Linked DNA regions of Gasterosteus aculeatus: region 2 is linked to region 1. The links are chromatin contacts, called in public Hi-C maps. All regions are on one chromosome and are shown on one strand. The core of a region is the stretch at or near the end of the contact, and the rest is flanking DNA. Distances in the headings are between cores, read along the strand shown.

Region 1 (5,100 bases), core at 1,508-4,007:
AACAAACACAACTTCAAGTTTCAGTTTGTCTCCAGTCCGGGTGTAGAGAATATAACAAAGATCATTGAGCTCCTTCATAAATGACAAACTAGACCTTGATGAAGAAACCCATTTTTATTTTGTTTATTTTTTTTTTTTTTCCAGTGATGCGGATTCTGCATATTTGTATTTCAGATGATGTAGCTAAAAACTTGATGTAAATTCCTCTTTTTTCCTTTTTTTGGCTTAATGAATATCATTTATTCAGTATGAAATCTTTATACTATATGTTCCACGTGTTAAGAATAAATGTACATTAAATCTTCGTAAGACGTTTGCTGTGTATTTTTTCAAATTCTTTATGATAACCCTCGTACGTCGTTGAAACAGCAATAAATAGAATCACGACATTTTCATTAGGTTCACATTTTGCTGGTTTTCCACCCTACAAAGCATGTGGGGGTCTGTCATTTTTATCATACTCTTCAAATGTGAGTGACGGAATCTAAAACAAATCCAGAAAATCACATTGCAAAATACCCCTACGTGGTTTCGGCAGGTATGGAAGTAAAATCCAGGACTGACCGGCGGAGTCATGCATCCAAATGGAGGTTATTGTAGTTTTTGATATATTCCTTTTATTTTATTTTCTCCCTAATCATCTGAATATTGCCTCTGAATTGAATTTGTGATATTGTGATGGAAGCTCTATTTGCTTCATTTCGAGCAGTGGGAGAGGTACTAATTCGGGAGGCATAAAACATCCGTTTCACCCCCAGGAGGTTGCATGAGAAAGTTTTATAGTCCTCAGTGAAGAGACAAAATAGCCAGCATGTCTAAATGTGGCACCAAAAACTTTCAAACACAGCTTGATGTGGCTTCACGCCGCTGAGCTTTATTTATTCCGGAAGTCTCGCTGAGATTAAGATCTCTTTTGTAAATGTAAGATGAAAACTAATAAACTATGACGTCAAGTTGATGACGGCGTTCCTATACACTTCTTCACTCCTGAAAGAAGCCTTCTTGCATTGTTGAGATTACGGTTAGAAACATGCATTCATATAGTACCTTTTTATTTTGACCTTATGGCAACATGTTGATCAGGTACAACGGGTAGCGTGTTAGCATGCTAACAGTTGGCACAAAGTTCACTATATGGCTTTATTGGCATTAAAGTTTCAGAAAACTAAATGTTGCCAAAGCATCAAAATAGAACAAGGTACATTTCACCTTTTCTCTTTTCACTTCAACATTTAGAAATATAAAATCTTGTGAGTAGCCGGTTAGTGCCATTAGCCCTTAGTGTAGCATGTTTACCGGTCAAAGTCAAATGTTGGCCAAATACAGAGACTGATTTTTGTGATACATAAGTGAACATAAAGGTCTACTACATTTTATGCGAATCCATCAGATAGTTGAGATATTTCAGTCTGGACCAAAGTAACGTACCATCGCTAAAGAACTGTTACGAGTACAGTCACAAGTAGGATAGAAAAATGTAGATAACTCAATTGTATCGTAGTGGTAAAAACAGATTCTGTGTAGAAACACAGCTAAAAACAGTAAAATGCTTTTAGCCGAATCTTAAATAATCCAGCATCAAGGACACAGTTTAAACTTTCTGTCCATAAATGCAGAAACATTTCATAGTTTTTATAAAAGTAAAAGAATGTGGCAGGCAGCCTGGCTTTCATGTCATTTGAATATTGTCTATGAAATATTTGCTTTCTGCTCATATGTGAGGCCTCTCTGAGGGGATTTTCACTCTGAATACTCTGGAGGATATTTGGGGGGGCTCTGCTATCGAATAGATTTTTGTTAGAAGGATTATTCCACTACAAGCACTCGAATGCTTCTCCTTCTAATTGGCTTCTGACATTGGGACTTTAGTGAGCGCGCATTCAGCCCCCGTGCAGCTGCATCTAGAAATGATCAGTGGAATCTACCTGCCACGTCTGCTCCGCACAGGTGCTGTAGAACCCCCCCTCCCAGTTTCACTTTCATTGACCCCCCTACAAGTTGTTTCCAATATCCATTCAATCGAACATTGTTAATACACGGTAAGTTCCCATATTGATTTCTGCTCAAGCCACAGTGGGTGATCACTGAGATTTGCCTCATTAGGTTGTGAAATTAGTCGTGCGTCACATGACAATGTCTATACAACCATAAGCAGCGTACAGCACATACATAATTATAGTAATTGACTGAGCGCATGGGCCCAGGAAATGTATTCCTCTATGTTTCCATGTATACTCTGTTATGCAATATTAATTATATTAACAAATGAATTGTATGTAAATAGTTTCAACTTGTTCTGAAGAAGGTTCTTTTTTTTTGCTGTGAACAAATGGCGCTCTCGTCTGGTCAGAACATCTCATTACAGCGGGTCCATGCAGGGCTTAGACTTTTTATTGAAGCTGAATTATTAAATTTCTTTCATCATACAATACCAACATTAGTTGAATTCATTAGTTTTTTATGACATTTTCCAACTACATTTTTAAAATATTTTTTTTCCATGGCATTTCTTATATAAATATTAAATATTTTGGCCCACTTTTATGCAATTTTGGCATCACTTTTTTGACTTTTTATTCCATGAAAATTTGCCACCCATGTTTTTTCAATCAACATGTTTTTTCTTTTTTCCATGACATTTTTATTCACAAGTCTCTGTGCCAATAGCAGCCCCGATGTCTTTCCCTCAAAGTTCAACAGCCAATGAGAGTCCGCACTGTGCAGAAGGTGCCTGCCCTTTTTCTTTCGTAAAAAGACAGTTGCAAACGAATGTGCTGGTGACTGACACTTCATATAACCAATGAAGTTCTGAATAACGCAAAGCACCTTTTTCAATAAAAAAAGAATAAAGTAAAATATTGACTGCATCACTTTTAGTTTGTTAGTTTAGTTTCTAGCGCAAGAAAATGATTGAAATGAATTAATCATATATATGTCATCACGTGATACATTTTCAGGAAATTCAGTGAACACAAAGATACTTAGGTGTTCCGAAACATGGACTCATGTGTCAGCATTTGTGAGCTGCCCCCCCTCCCCTCCACCCCCACTGCCTCTACCTGTGGTGTGGACTGCTACCGGACACATGTCACTTGACAGCAAGCCTCTTGCTTATGTTCCTCGGCTTTGGGCATTCTTTATGATTTCTCGTAAACCCAGTGAATCTTCCCCCACTACCGTACTTTGTACTGCCTCCTGAAAAATTGGCATCAACATCCAGTCTTGCGTGGATGATTTACAACGCTATCCATGACATTTTTCCACCTAACAAATTTTAACTTTTTTTCCCATGAATTATTTTAAACCAATAACATGTTCTACCCTTCATCCGTTCACCTGAATTAACAATCTCGACAGAGAAACACAGATCATGTGAGTAACCGTTTGCCACTTTGGCAACAAATACTATGAACCTGGTTGTGTGTTTCATCTGCATGTCTCAGCACTGTAACAACACATGAAGGCATCGAAGATGCTTCCTTGTAGTCCATCTGTAATTTTGTCATTAAAAGTATTATTAACATCTTTTATCTGAGGGGTGAGTTTTGACTACTCTAATGGACCGCTACCGGACGCATGTCACCTGACAGCCTGCCTTTTGCCTTCCTTGACTTTGGGCATTCTTTATGATTTCTCATAAACCCAGTGAATCCCCCCCACTCCCGTACTTTATACTTCCTACGTGGATGATTTACAATCTTGCAGAGAACACGGGCTTACTTACCCAAGCTATTTTATTACGAACTCTTTGTCTTTGCTCCATAGCCTTTATTTAAGGTTGTTTCGCTCAGCTGATTAGCAAACGAGGGAGACAAATTGACGGCACTCCGAAGACTCGGGTGCCATGCCTTGTCCTTGGACCCAAAAGGACGGTGCGTGCATTTAAAAATGACAAAGCCAATAATTAAAGAACTTGTTAAATACCAATTCAACCAAATAGTCAAGTGTGTCATGTATGACAAACATGCATCAGCTGTCAGCTGCCTTTACATTACATTACATTACATTACATGTCATTGAGTTGACGCTTTTATCCAAAGCGACTTACAATAAGTGCATTCAACCATAGGGGTACAAACTCAGAAGAACAAGAAACAAGAAAGTGCAATTTCCTCAAATAAGCCAATTTACAATTTGCTATAGATGTGTGTCGTTATAAGTACAATCTAAGTGCTGCAATTTGTTATTCTTTTAGTCGAGGTAGAGTCTGAAGAGGTGTGTCTTTAGTTTGTGGCGGAAGATGTGAAGGCTCTCTGCGGTCCTAGTGTCTTCAGAGAGCTTGTTTCTTTACTGAACAGGAGCTGCTAAACTGTAAATACAACCATGTCATCTTCCAATCTGAGAAACTGGCCAAATTATCCATCAGATTAACTGTAAATGTCAGTAAATACGCACAACAATAATTGGACGGATCAGTGGACAGAAAAGATGAAACCAAATGTTATACTTCAAGATTTAATGTTGTTACATGGTATGCTTATAGATACACTGTAAAAAAAGTATGTAGATTTTACGGTAATAAACTGTTAAATCGCAACAGTAAAAGACTGTTGATTAAAAATAGGTCATCTTCTGTTTCTATCACATTGAAATACTGTATATGTATATATCAGCGCAAGCCGTCTATCTATTTCTTGTAAGAAATACATTTTCTCACTGTTAATTGTACTAAACAGTGTACCGATAACGGAAATACACTGTTATACATTATGAAACACACTCTGTACCGTAATTTTTACATTCATAACTTAAAAAAAATACAATCTGTCCCTGTTAAATGTACGGACTACTGTGCTGACAATCGAAATATAACATATTTTCAATGTAACAGCCAGCCCTGTTATTTTTGCATTTATTATTTGTAAAGGATACAGTTGGTCATTGTTAATTGCACTAAAAATTGTACTAGTGATGGTAATACACCGTAATATGAACACTCAATACCGTAGTGTTACTATATTACTATTTAAAAATACATTTTGTTACTGTTAAATGTACGGACTATTTTGCTGCAAATGGAAATATAACGTATTATGGCATTCACAGCAGGTCCTGTATTCTTTGTATTTATTATTTGTGCAAAATACAGTTTAGAACTGT
Region 2 (5,125 bases), core at 197-2,696, 55 kb before region 1:
TTTTGTTGTTGCAACATGTCGAGTGAAGATGTTACGAAGCAATGCGCTCAAATCTCATACCTCATATCTCATATGCTCTGCAACGTAAACTAGTTGGGATTTTGGTCTTAAAAAAGAATCAATCTCAAGCTGAATTCCAGGATTAGCCGGTGTGTCAAATTAATTCAGTTTTACCGGGCTGTGGAACAGATGGCTGTTTTATTCAGGACTCGGGGTAGTTTTGTTGCCTGGCAATCTCCAGCCAAACCAAATCAAAGACCATAAACTGTCACTTAGGGGCAGGGGAATTTGGTTTTTGCACGCAACCTGACTGCGAAAGCATCAGTCCTCGTCACACGACCACGCCGAGCTGCTGCTCGCGGCCCGGTGAGGAATGAACGGATGGTTAAAGATGCAGAACCGACCAGGAGGTGCTTCTTTCGGGTCACTCGCGAGAAGGAGCACAAGAAGAGGAGGCTACAACAAATTCACTGCAGCAGAACTAGATATGAACCGGGATGTTATAGGAATAAAACAAAGGTGATAAAATACAAGAAAAAGTCACGATACACACACATGTAAGTGGAACACTCAATATCTTGAGTCTCTTTCTATTATATATATATATATATTATCTTTGACAGCTCACCTAAATTGATCGAACTAGTCAGAAATAAGATGATTTCAGCACCAAATAGCTCCAGCTTAGCTATAAATGTCAGTTGAAGGGCATGTTGACTTTGTAAAAAATGGGCATTTAAATAAGATTCCTCTCAATGACTACGATTTAACATTATGGCTCATGTCGCTATGAAAAATGACATCTCCCTGTTAATAAAGGACCATTTTGTGGGTACATGCGTATAAGCAGCAGGCACTCGATTATTGTCAGTTACTGCGTAATCGAGTGGACGTAGAGTTTGGAATCATTCGTTACGGCGGCAGTTTTGTGGAGTGAATTGATATTTCTCCGCTCTGCAATGTGTGAGTCATTATTTTGCGATGCGATAACCGTGTTCATTATACCCTGCAAACTTGACGCGTGCTCTAAAATGGAATATGAACTCCAGTGTGGGTGCTGTGGGCCTGCTTGCTTCATAGGGCTATTCCTCTCTCTCTCTCGGTTCTCCCTCCATGTCTCTGGGCCTCTCTCGCTCATTGAGTCAAGGCGGGAGTTTACAGGAACAGCAGGCAGGCAGGGCCTTATCACACCGCGGAACAACACAGGAATGTATTGTATGCGTTAGAAAGAGAGGACAGCTGGGGCGAAATAGTGCGCCCAAGTTCCCTAAACCTGGCCTTCCGGCGTTGGAACGTAACCTAGAGAATAGCCCTCGAAAAGACAGTCAGAAATAACTATTGTGGTTGGTTTTACGCGACGTTACGCGTTGCTCGGCGTGTCGTTTTGTGCCGTAAAACAAGAGTCACACACAAGCACAAGCAAGTGAGCCGCGGAGGAACCCTTAAGGTTGCCAGTGAGTAGTGCGGCGCTGAAAGCACACACAGTAAATTGAGGCTCGGGCTGCGTGGAAGAACCGGACTGGATTTTGATTTTAATCTGAAGCAAAAACACATTTTAAAAGTGGAATAATAAAAGAGAAGTGTGATAATGTTTTCCTCGGCCCAAAAGACGCGTTTGACGATAATATTAACAGTAAAATCGTCTCCGATTTTAAAGCGTTTTCCTGTTTTTAGCCACTGTGGGTGCTCATGAAGTGCCCGTGTGTTAGAGAGCGGTTGCTGTACTATGACCTCTATCTAGACATGACAATCTCTGCCTCAACTGTGAGAGTCCAGACATCAGCTAAGAGGAGGATGGAACCGGTTAAACTGTTGGGCGGTTAACAGGGACTCACAAGAAGTCACAAAAGTCCCCACAGAAATGAAAACGGGAGGTTTTGTCAGGTCCGAATCAACCACTGCATCCGCCTCTGAAAACTGCACCAGCCAGGCGGACATGTTGGGATGTTGTGGAAAGGTTTGCAAGACGTTACCATATGCTATAACACATATAATGTAGTAAATATACCTAAAAACAGATATTTACTCGTTGATAATCCACATGAAGACCCAAATCAGCTCGGTGCTCTGAGTTCAATGCCAAACTGCTTTGGAAAAAGCCGCAATTTATCTTTTCTTTTCAAATTCTTGACAATAAATTCACTTTTTTTTTTGTTTGCGTGTTTCAATTTCTACCTTCATCTGAATAATTCGTTCCACTTCTATATGTTGCTGCAGGTTTGTATGGACAAACAGAAGCGCTACTCATTGGCTGTGCATGGTGTACTCCAGTTTAAATGCATGCTCAGGCAGCGATATGACAAAACCAGAGCCATTTTGGGCTAAAAGGAGCCCGTTGAAGGCCAGGTCTGCGTGACCACAGACATGTTTAGATCTACCGTATCTAGACGGCGGCCCTCGTCCTGTACAATCTCTCCAGACTGGCTGCCCCGGAATGCCGCCACTGGCAGCAATTCTTCTCTAAAACAACAGGGAATCATTGGGAAAGCGTGGCAAAACCAACACACCGTCTGTCAATTGTCCCCCTGCCATTCTGGGTCTTTTGGCTCCGCTGTGTGTTCACGAGCATCAAAGACCCGTCGGAGACGTCGGCCTAAAGGGAGGCAATGCACAGTTTAATCAAACATTTGGGGGCCTCTGTGTTCAGTGTCATGTGCCACCGTTTTCAAAGAGGTGACACATTAAGAAAAACCACGGGGGAAAGTCGCCCCCTTTGGAGCGAAGAAACTTCAAACACACGCGCACATGTGCCTGTTTACACTTTTTTTTTTTTAAGACACAGGGAATCTGTATCTAGGTGAAATTGGTTGAAATGCAACCAAAAACATCCTCTCATCTATTTCTGCATCATAGAGCGCCATCATTTCTAACAGAAATACCTGTTTTTGGCTGCATTATCGTCTTTAATAAAGCTTTAACGGGCCGCTGATGCGTTTGTCACCAAATGTCAAACCGTTCCCAGATACATCGTGACATTCCACGAGGTATCCGGAGGAAATGTTGGGGTCGCGGCTGCCCGCTTTGGATTTGGACTCCATCACTCGGCGTGTTTATTATTGGGACTGTGTGCTTCTGCCCGGCCTGATAATGGCCTTTTCTCCACGCGGGCCCTTTCTTGACTACAACGTCTGGTTGACACAAAGTGCTGCCACGCGGATGGGGGTGGGGGGTGGGGGGGGTTCACCCATCCCTTGAAAGCCCAGCTGTCAGTGGTTACATAATAGCGGAGCCTTGTCGGGCTCGCCGGACGGCTTTTGTGCGGCTGTCACTGAATGTGATTGTGGGTAAGATTAAGCGGCGGGTGAGAAGCCACAGTTAAGGGGTTCCTACCTGGTCTCCAGCAGAGACGACAGAACAAACAGAATCAGGGGGGGGGGGGGGGGGGGGGGGGGTTGGAGAAAGCTTTTATTGTGGCTCGGCAAGAATGGCTTCCCCTCCCGTTTCACGGAGCACATTGTGCAGATGAAATGTGCCTCTTGCTTACATGCTTGATGTTTTACGTCTTGCCGGACTAAAGACCTCCGAGGGAGAAGCTCAGCTGCACCCGGAGGCCGATGAACCGAGCGCACCAGAAGTGAAATATCCGGACAAATGACATTAACTGGAGGCTTTTTATGTCTTGGATTTGAGGCTGTAATATAATTCCTCTGCACGGATTACAAAATCAAAGACTGTGCTGAAATTCTGTGGCCCACGGCTACAATCGATAACTGCTTATGAAATATCATGTAACGTAATGAATTCATCCAAAAGGTGGGTGGAGAGGGGGGGGGGGGGGCACATTTGAAATCACAACCCAACGTGCATGGGATTCCAGTAAACAATATTTAATAATAAATGTGTTATTGAGCTTGAAAACATAAAAATCAGGGATAGTCGGTGGTGGGTGGAGGTATGAGGGGGGGGTTTATTGTAGGGAGACCTGATTTCCCCAGGGTTCGTGCTGCTAATTCACTGTGTTATAGCACTGTTTATCCAAAGAGGGGGCGGTGGCTGCTTCATCGAGGGGGGTAGCGGGGGTACCGTGCTCCCCCGTGCAGGGAGAGAGGGTCCGGTGTGGGTGCAGGCCCCAGGACATCTACACGACCGAGTCCCTCCAACAGCTAATCTGAGTGCTCGGTCTGCGGGGGCAGGCCGGGGGGGGGGGGACGGGACGAGACGGCTTCCTGTTCCTCTGCTCTCGGTCTCCCTCTTCCTGCCAGTCCACACCGGCTTTTTCCTCCCTCCGCTGCTTATAACACAGAGCCAAGCCTTACATTAAATCGGTGTTTCTGCATAACCGGCCTTGTATGTTTTTGTTTTTTTCTTCCTTCCCTCCCTCCCTCAGCGGGCTCGGCCCTCCTCCGTCTCTCTCTTCTCTCTCTTGCAGCGGAAGCCGAGCCTCACTATCAGCGCTTTCTGCACAACCTGAATTCTTCCAACACAACAGCAAATAAACAGTGTTGCAAAGGAGGAGGGGGGTCGGTGTGCTGTGTGCTGCACGGCAGTGCCATTTAAAGCTGTGGCTATGGAAACCCCTCTGTCTCCCCCCCTTAATATGTGTTTACGTTGCCGGGTTTGACCGACAGATAAAGGCACACTGGGGGGAAGAGCCTCTTTTAAAATGCATTGTTTTCAGCAACTCCCTCCCCCCCCCCCGCCCATTTTTATATTCTCTTAAAATAGGCTCTCTGGCAGGTTAAAATGAGGCAGAATAAATTACTTAAGCTATATTCTTCGGTAAATGTCTCTCCTTTCTGCCTATTGTCTCTGACTGTTCCTCGAGCCCTTTTTATGGGAACAGCCTCAGTGGGGATTGCGTATGTGGCGCCTGCTGTTATCAAACGGGGGATATCAAAATCTCTCGGACAGGCATTCAGCCAAATATTTTGGCGAGAAGGTTCATACCTAAGACACTGTTACACTGTGTTAATAAATGAGGAGATATTGTGTATTTAATGGACTTTTCCTTGTGAGCATTATTGGGAACACTTATTTATTTATTCATTTTGATCCACATTCTAATGGCCGGCTCTCTTCATTGGTTTTTCTAGTCCAAGCAGACATTGGAAGATAACGGGGGGCAACACATGTGGAATTTGTCCGAGGTGATGCACCTTTTCTGTTCTGCTTTCAAGGGATTTTT

The links. A called contact is a pair of places that touch in the nucleus more often than the background predicts.
Region 2: a contact with region 1 is called in a Hi-C map of liver, with 7 times the contacts expected there. The contact joins two enhancer-like sites. A contact is called at or near these places in 6 of 6 Hi-C or Micro-C datasets (blood and trunk muscle, liver, skeletal muscle and 2 more).

The regions. Positions count from the first base shown.
Region 1 is chr10:13,799,083-13,804,182 of fGasAcu3.hap1.1, reverse strand. It overlaps arid1ab (AT-rich interactive domain 1Ab), which reads left to right. Exons shown (of 20, transcript XM_078080863.1): 20 at 1-304. Among protein-coding and RNA genes, the nearest start is that of LOC120827085, 9.9 kb to the right of the region's middle. Within about 2 kb of position 2,757, at least 5 of the 9 cell types and tissues checked have open chromatin away from gene starts, as enhancers often do. A contact at or near this core is called in liver, where this site is marked.
Region 2 is chr10:13,852,457-13,857,581 of fGasAcu3.hap1.1, reverse strand. No RefSeq gene overlaps it. Among protein-coding and RNA genes, the nearest start is that of arid1ab, 9.7 kb to the right of the region's middle. Within about 2 kb of position 1,446, at least 9 of the 9 cell types and tissues checked have open chromatin away from gene starts, as enhancers often do. A contact at or near this core is called in liver, where this site is marked.